Linked DNA regions of Sus scrofa: region 1 is linked to region 2. The links are chromatin contacts, called in public Hi-C maps. All regions are on one chromosome and are shown on one strand. Each heading gives the region's core, a stretch centred on a gene start, on an enhancer-like site or on the middle of the called end of the contact. The rest is flanking DNA. Distances are from core to core; before and after follow the strand shown.

Region 1 (5,490 bases), core at 625-3,124, 430 kb after region 2:
TTAGTGCCACACTCATGGCATATGGAGGTTCCAGGCTAGGGGTCTAATTGGAGCTGTTGCAATTGGGATCAGAGCAATGCCGGATCCCAATGAGTGAGGCCAGTGATCGAACCCACAACCTCATGGTTCCTAGTTGGATTCATTTCTGCTGCGCCACAATGGGAACTCCCAGAAAAAACAAAATATTTAACATATACTATCAATTGAAGCTTACATGTATCAGGAGTTTGCATTTGAAATGTCCATGGGCTTCATTTCCACCCACTTTTGAACCACCACCTGGCAGTTTGGGATCCATGATCCCATGCTACCTAGTGGATTGAGGAGAGAGGTTCACTTGAGTCTGGGGTTTTAGGTACCACTTAAAGACATCTCGATCCCTGACCTAACTCAGGCCAGATAAAAGAACTATTTCAACATCAGCCTATCACCCTAACATTTCTTTTATGGAAGCCCCTGAAAAGGTGGGTTGAATTCTCAATTCAATTCAACTCCATTCTCATCCAATCCAATTCAGAAAACATTCACGGTGTGCCTCTGACATCGCATGGGACACAGACAAAAGGAAAAAGTCCTTGCACTCAAAGAGTTCATAGAGTCCAAGACAGGGAGTCCACTTGAATTTCACTCGGAGAGACAGACTCTGAGACTTTGTTGATGCAATCAGGAAAAAAAAAAAAAAGAGGAATACTTGGAGAAGGCACTCACTGAGAGGAGTTTTGGGGGATCAGTCAGACTTCATGGATGGAGAAGGAGACAGTGGTCATGGGGGAATGGAGGTGCGTCGTGCTGGTCGTGCTGTTCAGGAGACTCTCAGTAGTTCTGATAGGGACGAAGTAGGCACAGGTAGTTGTAGCAGTCCCAATAAAGGATCATAGAGAGAGAGGGAAATCTAGGGGATGTTGGGAGATCACTGTAAGTTAATAAATTGCTCAAAAAAGCCATCAGCCCAAGGCCGGCTTGCTTGGCCTAGTGGAGGTATGAGAATTGCCTCAGATCATTGGATGGGGGATGGGATGAGACGTGCATTCAGATGCAGACAAGGGCAAGAATTAAAGGACGGCCCTTCAGCAGATTTGAATACACACCTTACCAGATGCCAAGTGGAGCGAAGACTCCCAGAAAGGAAGAGGTGGATTTTCCAACCCCCACCGCCTTGGATGATAAAACTGGAGCCCACCAGGATCTTTGGGGCAGAGCCTCCTCGCCTGCCCACTTTCATCTCTCACAAGTGTCCTATCTTAATAAATCTATTTCTTGCCTATACTTTGTCTCTCGCTGAAGTCCTTCTGTGTGGAGACATGAAGAACCTGAACCTCAGTGAGTCCAGCCACAGGGTGAGTGATTCTAATTTAAAACTGTGGGTTCAAGTCCCAATCTGGGTTTAGACTGGGTTCAAGTCCCAGCACAGGGGTTCAAGTCCCTGTCTGTGTTCTGGCTAGGGTCAGGCCATTAGTGCGGTCAGTTTCAGTGATGTCAGGGACTAATCCATCTCTGCCCCTGGATGTCTCCACCTACCCACAGACCCCCTTGGCATAGCTTACCCATGGCCATCCCTACCTACTCAGGATTTAGGAATAGACTAGGCAAGACCCAAGGCTCCCATGGTGATGCTGGAGAGACTGGGAAAAGCTTTCCATTCTATTTTTTCTGACTAAGCTAAGATAAAAAAAAGTCTTTCCCAGCAAGATACTATTATTATTCTTGGATTGTTCTCTGTTTTTGAAATTTGGGCCAGATCATGCCTATTGCTTTGGAGTTAGGTCATTCTGCTTCCCAGCCCACTTTATTTTTAAAATCTTCGCCTATATTGAATTTGAACTTGAGCAGGATCTGTTTCTGAGATTATCTTGTCACCACTGACAGTGCTCTGGTGCCCTCTGGCTTTATATGGGTTGGCTTTATAGGGTTTCCTGGCTGGTTTAAAGTCAACTTTTAGGACTTTTCATCTTTCCATGTTCCTGTAACAGAAACTCAGGGCAAGGAGGGATGAAAAAAAGGGGGGTAATCCTGGAGAGGAAAGAAATGAATAGGCTATTCTTTCAAATGCTTAGCCTGACATACATAATTCGGGGCAGGGGGAAGAATCGCGCTGTAAACAGAAACATCTCAGCCATCTGTACAAAGCTCTTCCAAAATAATTACATCACACCGCAGCTGATGGCTGGTTGTTGATCCAAATATTTGGCAGAGAGGGTGACGCCCTCCTGGGATGTCACAGCCATCCACAGCTTCCTGCCTCATTACCATTTAACCAGTTTTATATCAACAATTAGGATTAGAAGAGACTCCAAAGCTTTTCCTGGGATAAAAAGTCTCTGACTTGATAAGTTAAATTAGCAACTGAGGAGGTGATTTCAGAATTCTTTCTTAAGGTAACAGGGAACAAATTCAACCTGGAAAAAAAAAATGTCCAGGACAAATTTAGAAGCATCTTCCATCATCAAGCGCCAAATTTAAGCATCTATATACAAGAGCATCCAGTCAGCCTCCCCCTTTGTTAGCAATTAAAGGTCTTTCTGATTCTTCTTTGTGATAGTCTATCACAGGATAATGCTATATACAGTGTGTCGTTGTAGTTTATCTATTTTTTATAGAGTAGCATGTATCTGTTAATCCCAAACGCCTAATTTATCGCCCCCACCCCCACTTTCCCCTTTGGTAACCATGAGTTTGTTTTCTATGTCTGGGGGTCTGTTTTTGTTTTGCACATAAGTTCATTTGCACTATTTTTATTTTTTTTATTTTTTTATTTTTTTTATTTTCCCACTGTACAGCAAGGAGATCAAGTTATCCTTACATGTATACATTACAATTACATTTTTTTTCCCCACCCTTTGTTCTGTTGCAACATGAGTATCTAGACAAAGTTCTCAATGCTACTCAGCAGGATCTCCTTGTAAATCTATTCTAAGTTGTGTCTGATAAGCCCAAGCTCCCGATCCCTCCCACTCCCTCCCCCTCCCATCAGGCAGCCACAACCTTTTCTCCAAGTCCATGATTTTCTTTTCTGGGGAGATGTTCATTTGTGCTGGATGTTAGATTCCAATTATAAGTGATATCATATGGTATTTGTCTTTGTCTTTCAGGCTCATTTCACTCAGGATGAGATTCTCTAGTTCCATCCATGTTGCTGCAAATGGCATTATGTCATTCTTTTTTATGGCTGAGTAGTATTCCATTGTGTATATATACCACATCTTTCGAATCCAATCCTCTGTTGATGGACATTTGGGTTGTTTCCATGTCCTGGCTATTGTGAATAGTGCTGCAATGAACATGCGGGTGCATGTGTCTCTTTTAAGTAGAGTTTTGTCCGGATATATGCCCAAGAGTAGGATTGTGGGTCATATGGAAGTTCTATGTATAGATTTCTAAGGTATCTCCAAACTGTTCTCCATAGCATTTGCACTATTTTTTAGATTCCACATATAAGTGATATCCATGCCTTTCTCTGTCTGGCTTACTTCACTTAGAAGCATGTGTGTATAAATACATGTATATATTGTATATGTACATACACACACACATATATACATACCCAAGTCACTTGGCGATACACCTGAAACTGACACAACATTTTAAATCAAATAAATATTCATCAATAAAAAATTTTAAAAATGTTTTCCCTCCAGTCCACATGGAAGAAGGAGTTTGAGTTTTAACGATTTAGATTGAAATCAAAGTTAAGACAGGAAGAGGGCCAGCCTCTTGGCATGTTGCCCTTGGACGTGAAGTCCACCTTTTCTAATCACCCTCCAGAGTCTCTGACGATCCTGCAACCTTCTGGATAGTCTAAACATCCCCCCCACCCAGGAATATGACAACAAAGAAATCAGGCCTTCAGCACCCCTGACATCTCTGCCTTTGTAATTCTCATCAATCTGACCTGAATAGAGCAGAGCAGAGCATTTACTTATTTGATCATCTTCCCCTCTTGATGGCCCCCTGAACTTATCTGAACTGTTTTTCCTTGGTCGGATTTCTTGACGTGGGTCAACAAAAGGTCTGGGGCAGACTTTCAGCCCTTTCAAAAGCCCCACAGCCCAAGTCATTAGGTCACCCTGAGTACTGCTGCTTATTCCCTCCTCCCCTTTTATAAGGACAGACTCAGGAGTTCCTGTCATGGCTCAGTGGTAAGGAGCCCAATTCGTATACATGAGGACATGGGTTCGATCCCTGGCCTCCCTCAGTGCGTTAAGGATCTGGCATTGTCTTGAGCTGTGGTGCTGATTGCCAACACAGCTTGGATCCTGGGTTTCCTGGCTGTGGTTCAGGCTGGCAGCTGCAGCTTCCATTCAACCCCTAGCCTGGGAACTCCCACATGACGGGGTGGGCCCTAAAAAGAAAAAATAATAATAATAATAATAAGCACAGACTCAGCATGGAGTGGAGCTGATGACAGTATCTTTCCTTTCTCACCTCCCTGCTAGGTTTCTGGCTTTTTATCCATGGCGCTCAGCAGCAGAGTCACAGCAGGGGGTCTGGGATTACAAATTGCTCAGGTGGCCGGAGGTGAAAGGGCAGGGTCGTGTCCGTGCGGAGTTCCCAGATGTCCACTTCCTGTGCCCCTCCTCTGGCTCCACCCCTCTGGGGTCTCTTGTGATTGTGGGAGACCAGAGTCCACATTGACTGCAGATGGTGACCAAGCTGACCAGCGGTTGGAGGGGCATTTGAGGGTGGTGGGGAAGAGAATAGGCACGGTTCCCTCTGGAGGGGCAAGGGAGTGGAACCTAGGCAGAGGAAGCCAGCACAGCTGTGGGCCCGACCCCCTTTTCCAAGCTCCGTTGGTGGTGTTGGGACAATGGCTAGTGGCTAGTTTTATTCCATCCAGGGGCTCTGTTGCCTCTTTTTCAGTTGCATCTCATGCTGCTAGACCTGAACCATGGGCGTCCTTCTTATTCATCCCATGTGGGGTCCAGATGTATATGGCTGAAGGGAATTTCCCTTTTTTTTTTTTTTTTTTTTTTTTTTTGTCTTTTTGTCTTTTCAGGGCTGCACTCGTGGCATATGGAAGTTCCCAGGCTAGGGGTCTAATCAGAGCTCTAGCTGCCAGCCTACGCCACAGCCAGAGTAACTCGGGATCCGAGCTGCTTTCTGTGACTTACAGCACAACTGATAGCAATACCAGATCCTTAACCCACTGAGCGATGCCAGGGATCAAACCCACCACCTCATGGTTCCTAGTCAGATTTGTTTCCACTGCACCACAATGGGAACCCCAGGTGTTTCTCTTTCTTCAGGAGAAAATCTACCTCTAACCCCATGGAAGTGACATATGAATGTGCGATGTCTCTCCTCCTCTAGAATGTCAGCTCTGTGATGGAAGAGACTTTTGGTGTCTGTTATCTTCACCATTATATTAAGCAACTAAAACAGTGTCACCACACTGTAAAGACTCAAATATCTGTTGGCTAAATTGCTAAGTAGTGATCTTCTGAAAATTCAAACTTCGAGAGTTTGTAACTCTCCTTCTTTACAAATATGAGA
Region 2 (5,175 bases), core at 159-2,658:
GGCTAGGGGTCCAACAAGAGCTGCCACCGCCGGCCAATGCTACAGCCATAGCAATGCCAGATTTGAGCCGCATCTGCAACCTACACCACAGCTCATGGCAATGCTGGATCCTCAACCCACTTTGCAAGGCCAGGGATTGAACCTGAAACCTCATGGTTCCTAGTCGGATTTGTTTCCGCTGTGCCAAGACGGGAACTCTTGGTGTAGCACGGGTTTGATCACCACTGTCCAGCACTGGCCAGGCCAGGCCAAGCCAAGCCTCTGGGTCATGTTTGCTGGGGCCTAGAACATTCTGCAAGGCTGCATGTGCTCTGTGGTTCTGCACTGTCAATTATAAGCATTAAAAAAAAAAATGGTGCTAGAGTTCCTGTTGTGGCTCAGTGGTTAAAGAACCGACTAGTATCCTTGAGGATGCAGGTTCGATCCCTGGCCAGGCTCAGTGGGTTGAGGATCAGGCATTGCTGTGAGCTGTGGTGTAGGTCGCAGACGAGGCTTGGATCCCATGTTGCTGTGGCTATGGCGTAGGCTGGCAAGCTACAGCTCTGATTTGACCCCTAGGCTGGGAACCTCCGTATGCTGCAGGTATAGCCCCAAAATGACTATATATGTATATATATATGTGTGTGTGTGTGTGTGTGTGTGTGTGTGTATACATATATATATATATATATATATATATATATATATACACTGCCAACAATGGTTATGACCAAAGGGTTAAGGTTATTTTTAATTTTAGCTTACAAAACTAAAGACTTCCTTATCAGATCATTAAGACATTAAGAACACATTAAAACTCCCACTGTGTCTAGCAGGCAGTGGACAACTGCAGCTCCAGCTATAAAACCCACCTTGGTGACAACCCACAGGCTCAGGCAGTCACTGAGGGAGACACAGTTCTTTTCCTCAGGGCCCTTACAGAATAGTGGGAAAGACAATGACATGTGTAGCTGTGAGAAGTGTGAGAAGTACTGTGATCACGTGCTCTGCGGGGTGGGGGTGGGGCGGTGATGTCTGTCCTCCCTTGGCTTCCACAGGAAGGGTCCCTCCATGGCTATTCCTGTGTCCATAGGACATGGGAGAGCACCTGTCATGTATAGGGATGGGCACAGGTGAGATGGAGAGGTTGTGAAAAGTAGGGCCTATCTCTTATGCATCTCTGTCCCCAGCACCTAGCACCTTCTGGAACATACAGAGTCTCCATACATGTTTGCTGAATGAATAAACGACCATCTTGGTAAATGCTGTTAATGAAGTGGTGTTTGGGAAGCCCATCAAACCCGGGAGAACTCAGGAGGTTTGTCAGGTCATAGTACTGCTCTCTAACGTGTTTTATTACACACACTCCTATACTGCATGCTCATATTTACATAGAGATATAAAAGGCTGTAAAATGTTTACATACTTTTTAGACCACAGAGAAATAAGGCATGGGAGGGACTGCCTCTAACTTTTAAGAGGGTTACCCTAGGGAGTGTTTGTAATAGGGAAGTATAGACAACGTTATCTCTCCAGGAAGAATTCTGCCTCCAGAAAAGGAGGAACTGAAAACTCTGAATCTTGTTTCTGGAAACTGCCAGAGAAGTTCTCTCTCAGAAAAGCCGGCTCAGGAAATCCTGCGGTGGGGCTGGAAGGTAAGGTACAGTCTATGTAATCCAGTCTATTCCTGCTCCTGGGTTCTGACTCCCATGAAACCCTTTCGGTAGAGTTAACTCCAGTGTGGCTTAAAAAGGTCCTCTGAGATCTTTTAATCTTTCAGCAGCCAATTCAAGTGTCAAGCAATTTACATTCATCCTTTCAGGGAGAGCTTCCTCCTGGGTGATCAACATCTCCTAGGAAAGTGGAAAAGGTGGATATCAAGAGTTCATTTTCTCCTCGTCAAGATAAAGATCCAGGAGCATTTCTCCCGTGAGTGGAGGGCTGCCTGGAGGCCGGTTGGGGGGGCTGGGCGGGGAGGATAGAGCCTGCACACCTCTCCCAGCCTCCTTCCAGACTCCCAATGGTCTGTTTCCGCAGCATTCCTGCGCGCTGGCACCACCTGACTTCTTGCGCATTTCTCCGCGCATCCAGCCACTCCATCCCCTGGGGGTCAGGGGCACCGCCTGGGCGGTCCAAGGCGCCCTCGGGTGTCCGCACACAGTAGGGCTCGCTCCTCCTGCCGGCTTCCTGCGAACGCGGAGGTGCGGCGATCCTGCTGCGGCTCTGAGCAGGTGCCTGCGCAGCGCCTGGCAGCTGTGTTGTCGGGAGGCGACACTCAGGCTCTCGCGGCGCGGGGACCAAGAGCCAGCGGGCACGATTCTCCCCATTCGGGAGAGTGGAGTCCGGGAGGGGCCGCGGCTGCGCCAGGGGGCGGCGCGGAGCCAGGTTAGCGGGTGTGTATGATCGCTTTTCTCTCTGCCTCTTTGATCAGGTCTTTATTCAAAATGAGCTGACCAAAATGATTTGACCTTCAGAGGATAAACACATCTAAGTTTGCGCAGCAGGCTTCTTTTCTGTGGAGCCTTTCTTTTCCTCCGGCTTCCCAGCGGCTGGTTTCTTGGTAGCTGCTGCCTTTTTTTTTTTTTTTTTTTTTTTTTTTAACCCCCCACCAACGGCTGCTTCTGTTTCTTAAAGCCAACAGCCTTCCTTTCTCTCCTCTCTACCTTGCCTGGTACCTCTACTCATCTGATCTGGCTTCTGCCGCCGCTGCTGCCCTGGATGCACGGAGTTAGTTTGGTATTCTTAGCGTGGTGAAGAATGGTGCCCCGGGTGCATGATCTTTGAACGTGGGTTTAGTTAGATTGAACATGACTCTCAGGTTTTTCCAATGAATTCTTCTACAGGACCCTGACATGATTTCTCTTGCATGGTGCTCTGGGATTTTTCAAGATTATGCCCAGGTCTGTGTTGAGCTTGTGCACGGGAAGGTTGTAGTTACTCTTGAAGGAAGGAGGCAGCTTCTTCCAGAAGTGCTGCAGGAAGTGTCATTACAGATCATCTAACTTGCTGAAAGCAAATTCGAAACATCCCAGTTGTCCACCAGGAGCAAGTTTCATTGCTTACATTCGGCATAGTAATTCCTTTTGAAGGGAATGTAGAATTAAGGAGCCAGCGATGTTCCTTAAGGCCTTGATAGTGTGGTCCTGGTTACAGATCCCCTGCTGTGCATGCACCATGGCTTCTCACTTTGTCCTTGCCAGCTCTCTCATTCGCTCAGACGCAGAGACCTTTTTGATATTATTCCAGGCCTTAAGTTTCTTAAGAAGCAAAACAGTCCCCTTCGTCTTCTCAGTAGCCTTCAATGTTATCTACAACCACCAAAGGAAGTTCAGGACTTCCTCAATACACTGACCTTTAGCCATGACCAGCGCCCCTAAGGCCGAAGCAGCCAGGGCAGAGCAAATGGCACATCGTTTCTGTGTTGTGATCACTCTGCTGGGCCAACGGCGCCAGAATTGTTTGCGCAACGTGCGGCCCCACGACACATCTATTTCCCCAGTTAAGAAACGTATTTCTCAAATTTTAGGAATTAAAAGAAAGATTATGTCTTACTCAGTAAGAATTTTAGGCTACTGTAGCTGAAAATACAGTAAGACGCAAATGACGACATCACTGTTACAGATTCAGGGTTTTTAAGTTATCGGTGCCAGAGGGGCGAAAACGAGTCCCGAGGAGGAGGGCGACAGCTTTCCCAGACTGCGGGTCCAGGTAGGCTGCATCTCCCTGGAGGTCGCCGGCGCCGCTCACCCGGCGTCCCGCAGCCCCATCTGAAAGAAGAGCACCAACCCCTCCGGGACGCGCCGCTCCAGCGAGCCGCGGGGCCTGGGAACCGCGCACCGGCTGAGCCCGGAGCCCCGCGGGGCTGCGGGACAGACGGCGCCCGCGCCCAATCGCTGGGCGGGGCCGAGGGGGCGGGCAGGAAGCAGCCAATGGGAGGCCGCGGAGCGGGCGGGGGGCGGTGCCGCCGGGCGGGCGGGCGGTGGCGTTGGGAGCTGGCGCGGCAGACCAGGAGCCCGGGAGGAGCCGGCGGAGCGGGAGGAGGACAGAGGAGGAGGAGCAGCGCCGCGCCCCCGCCCCGGCCGCCCGCCCGCCGGATCACAGGCCGATCGCTTCAGCCGCAGCGGGCAGGTCCCGGCCGCCTCCCGCCGGAGCCCGGCGCCGGCAGGGTCCGGGCCGATGGGCAGCCCCGGGCAGCGGCGGGCGGCGAGGCGGCGGCCCCGGTACGCGCCGCCCCGCGCTCGCGGGCTGTAGCAGGTCCCTGCGGACTGCGTGTCCGAGGTGCGTGTCGGGGCGAGCGAAGGGAGGCGAGGCGGGTCCGCTTGGGAGCCTCCGGGTGGTGCCCAGGGGCCGTCCTGAAGTGTAGGGGCTGCCCTTCGGGGCGCCTCAGGGGGCAGACGGCAGAGCGCTCCGGAGCTCGGCAGAGCCGGGGCGCAGGGCGGGGGTCCGGCTGGCAGCTGCGCCCGCGCTCCTGAGCTCGGGGTGAAAGAGGAGCCACCGCCGCTTGTTCTCAAACTTATCGATCGGCTGAAAGGTTATTCCCGTCTAGTTGACACGAGCACTAACGAGGAGCTCTCCCGGCGCACAGCAACTCCTCTGTGACTAACCGAAGAGAGAGATAAAAGGTGGCCCGGCGCGCTTCCCGGCACGCCGGGCGGGGTGACTTGCTGAACTTGCTGCGGGGTTGATTCCCCTGGAAGGCTTGTGCCCTGAGCGCGAGCCGTGGTGGCGCCCGGCCCGTCTTTGTAAGGTCCTGAGCGACCGGCGAGCGCCCTTCCCGGTGTCAGTGTCTCGCTCCATCCTCGGCTCCCGGTCCTGCTCGGGGCCCCATAACCTTGAAGCTAGTTTGGCCAGGTCCTGAGAGTATCCCCACGAGCACCTACAGATTAATTTTCAACCGAGCCTCAAACCCAAAGAATCAGTCTCGGTTCATCATCAGCGAGCGAGAGCCGATGCTTCTGGGGAAGAGAAAACAAGTTGGCATGACCCCTCTGGGAGATATTTGTCATCATTAACCTGCTTCGGTTAAATTAATTCAGCCCAAGATGACTCCAGCGTGAGTATTGGAAAAATCAAGTGCATTGGTCATGGAATTGTGGTCACCGCAATCTGATTTTGGTGAAAATACAACTGTTTACTTTTTGGATTTTGTTTAGATTTAGACGTGCATTTTTTTTTTTAAACAAAGAATCTTGGTGA

What was found. Hi-C and Micro-C count contacts between places; a contact is called where the count stands out from the background.
Region 1: a contact with region 2 is called in a Hi-C map of skeletal muscle, with 7 times the contacts expected there. The contact joins the enhancer-like site here to the promoter of SIPA1L2 in region 2. A contact is called at or near these places in 1 of 5 promoter capture datasets (liver), 13 of 47 Hi-C or Micro-C datasets (embryonic fibroblasts, fetal heart ventricle, fetal skeletal muscle and 7 more) and 1 of 2 datasets of contacts at active chromatin or transcription factors (skeletal muscle).

The regions. Positions count from the first base shown.
Region 1 is chr14:58,546,692-58,552,181 of Sscrofa11.1, forward strand. No RefSeq gene overlaps it. Among named protein-coding and RNA genes, the nearest start is that of DISC1, 410 kb to the right of the region's middle. Within about 2 kb of position 1,875, at least 11 of the 83 cell types and tissues checked have an H3K27ac peak or open chromatin away from gene starts, as enhancers often do. A contact at or near this core is called in skeletal muscle, where this site is marked.
Region 2 is chr14:58,115,498-58,120,672 of Sscrofa11.1, forward strand. SIPA1L2 (signal-induced proliferation-associated 1-like protein 2) reads left to right here and starts at 1,409. Exons shown (of 25, transcript XM_021073824.1): 1 at 1,409-1,634; 2 at 1,802-1,908.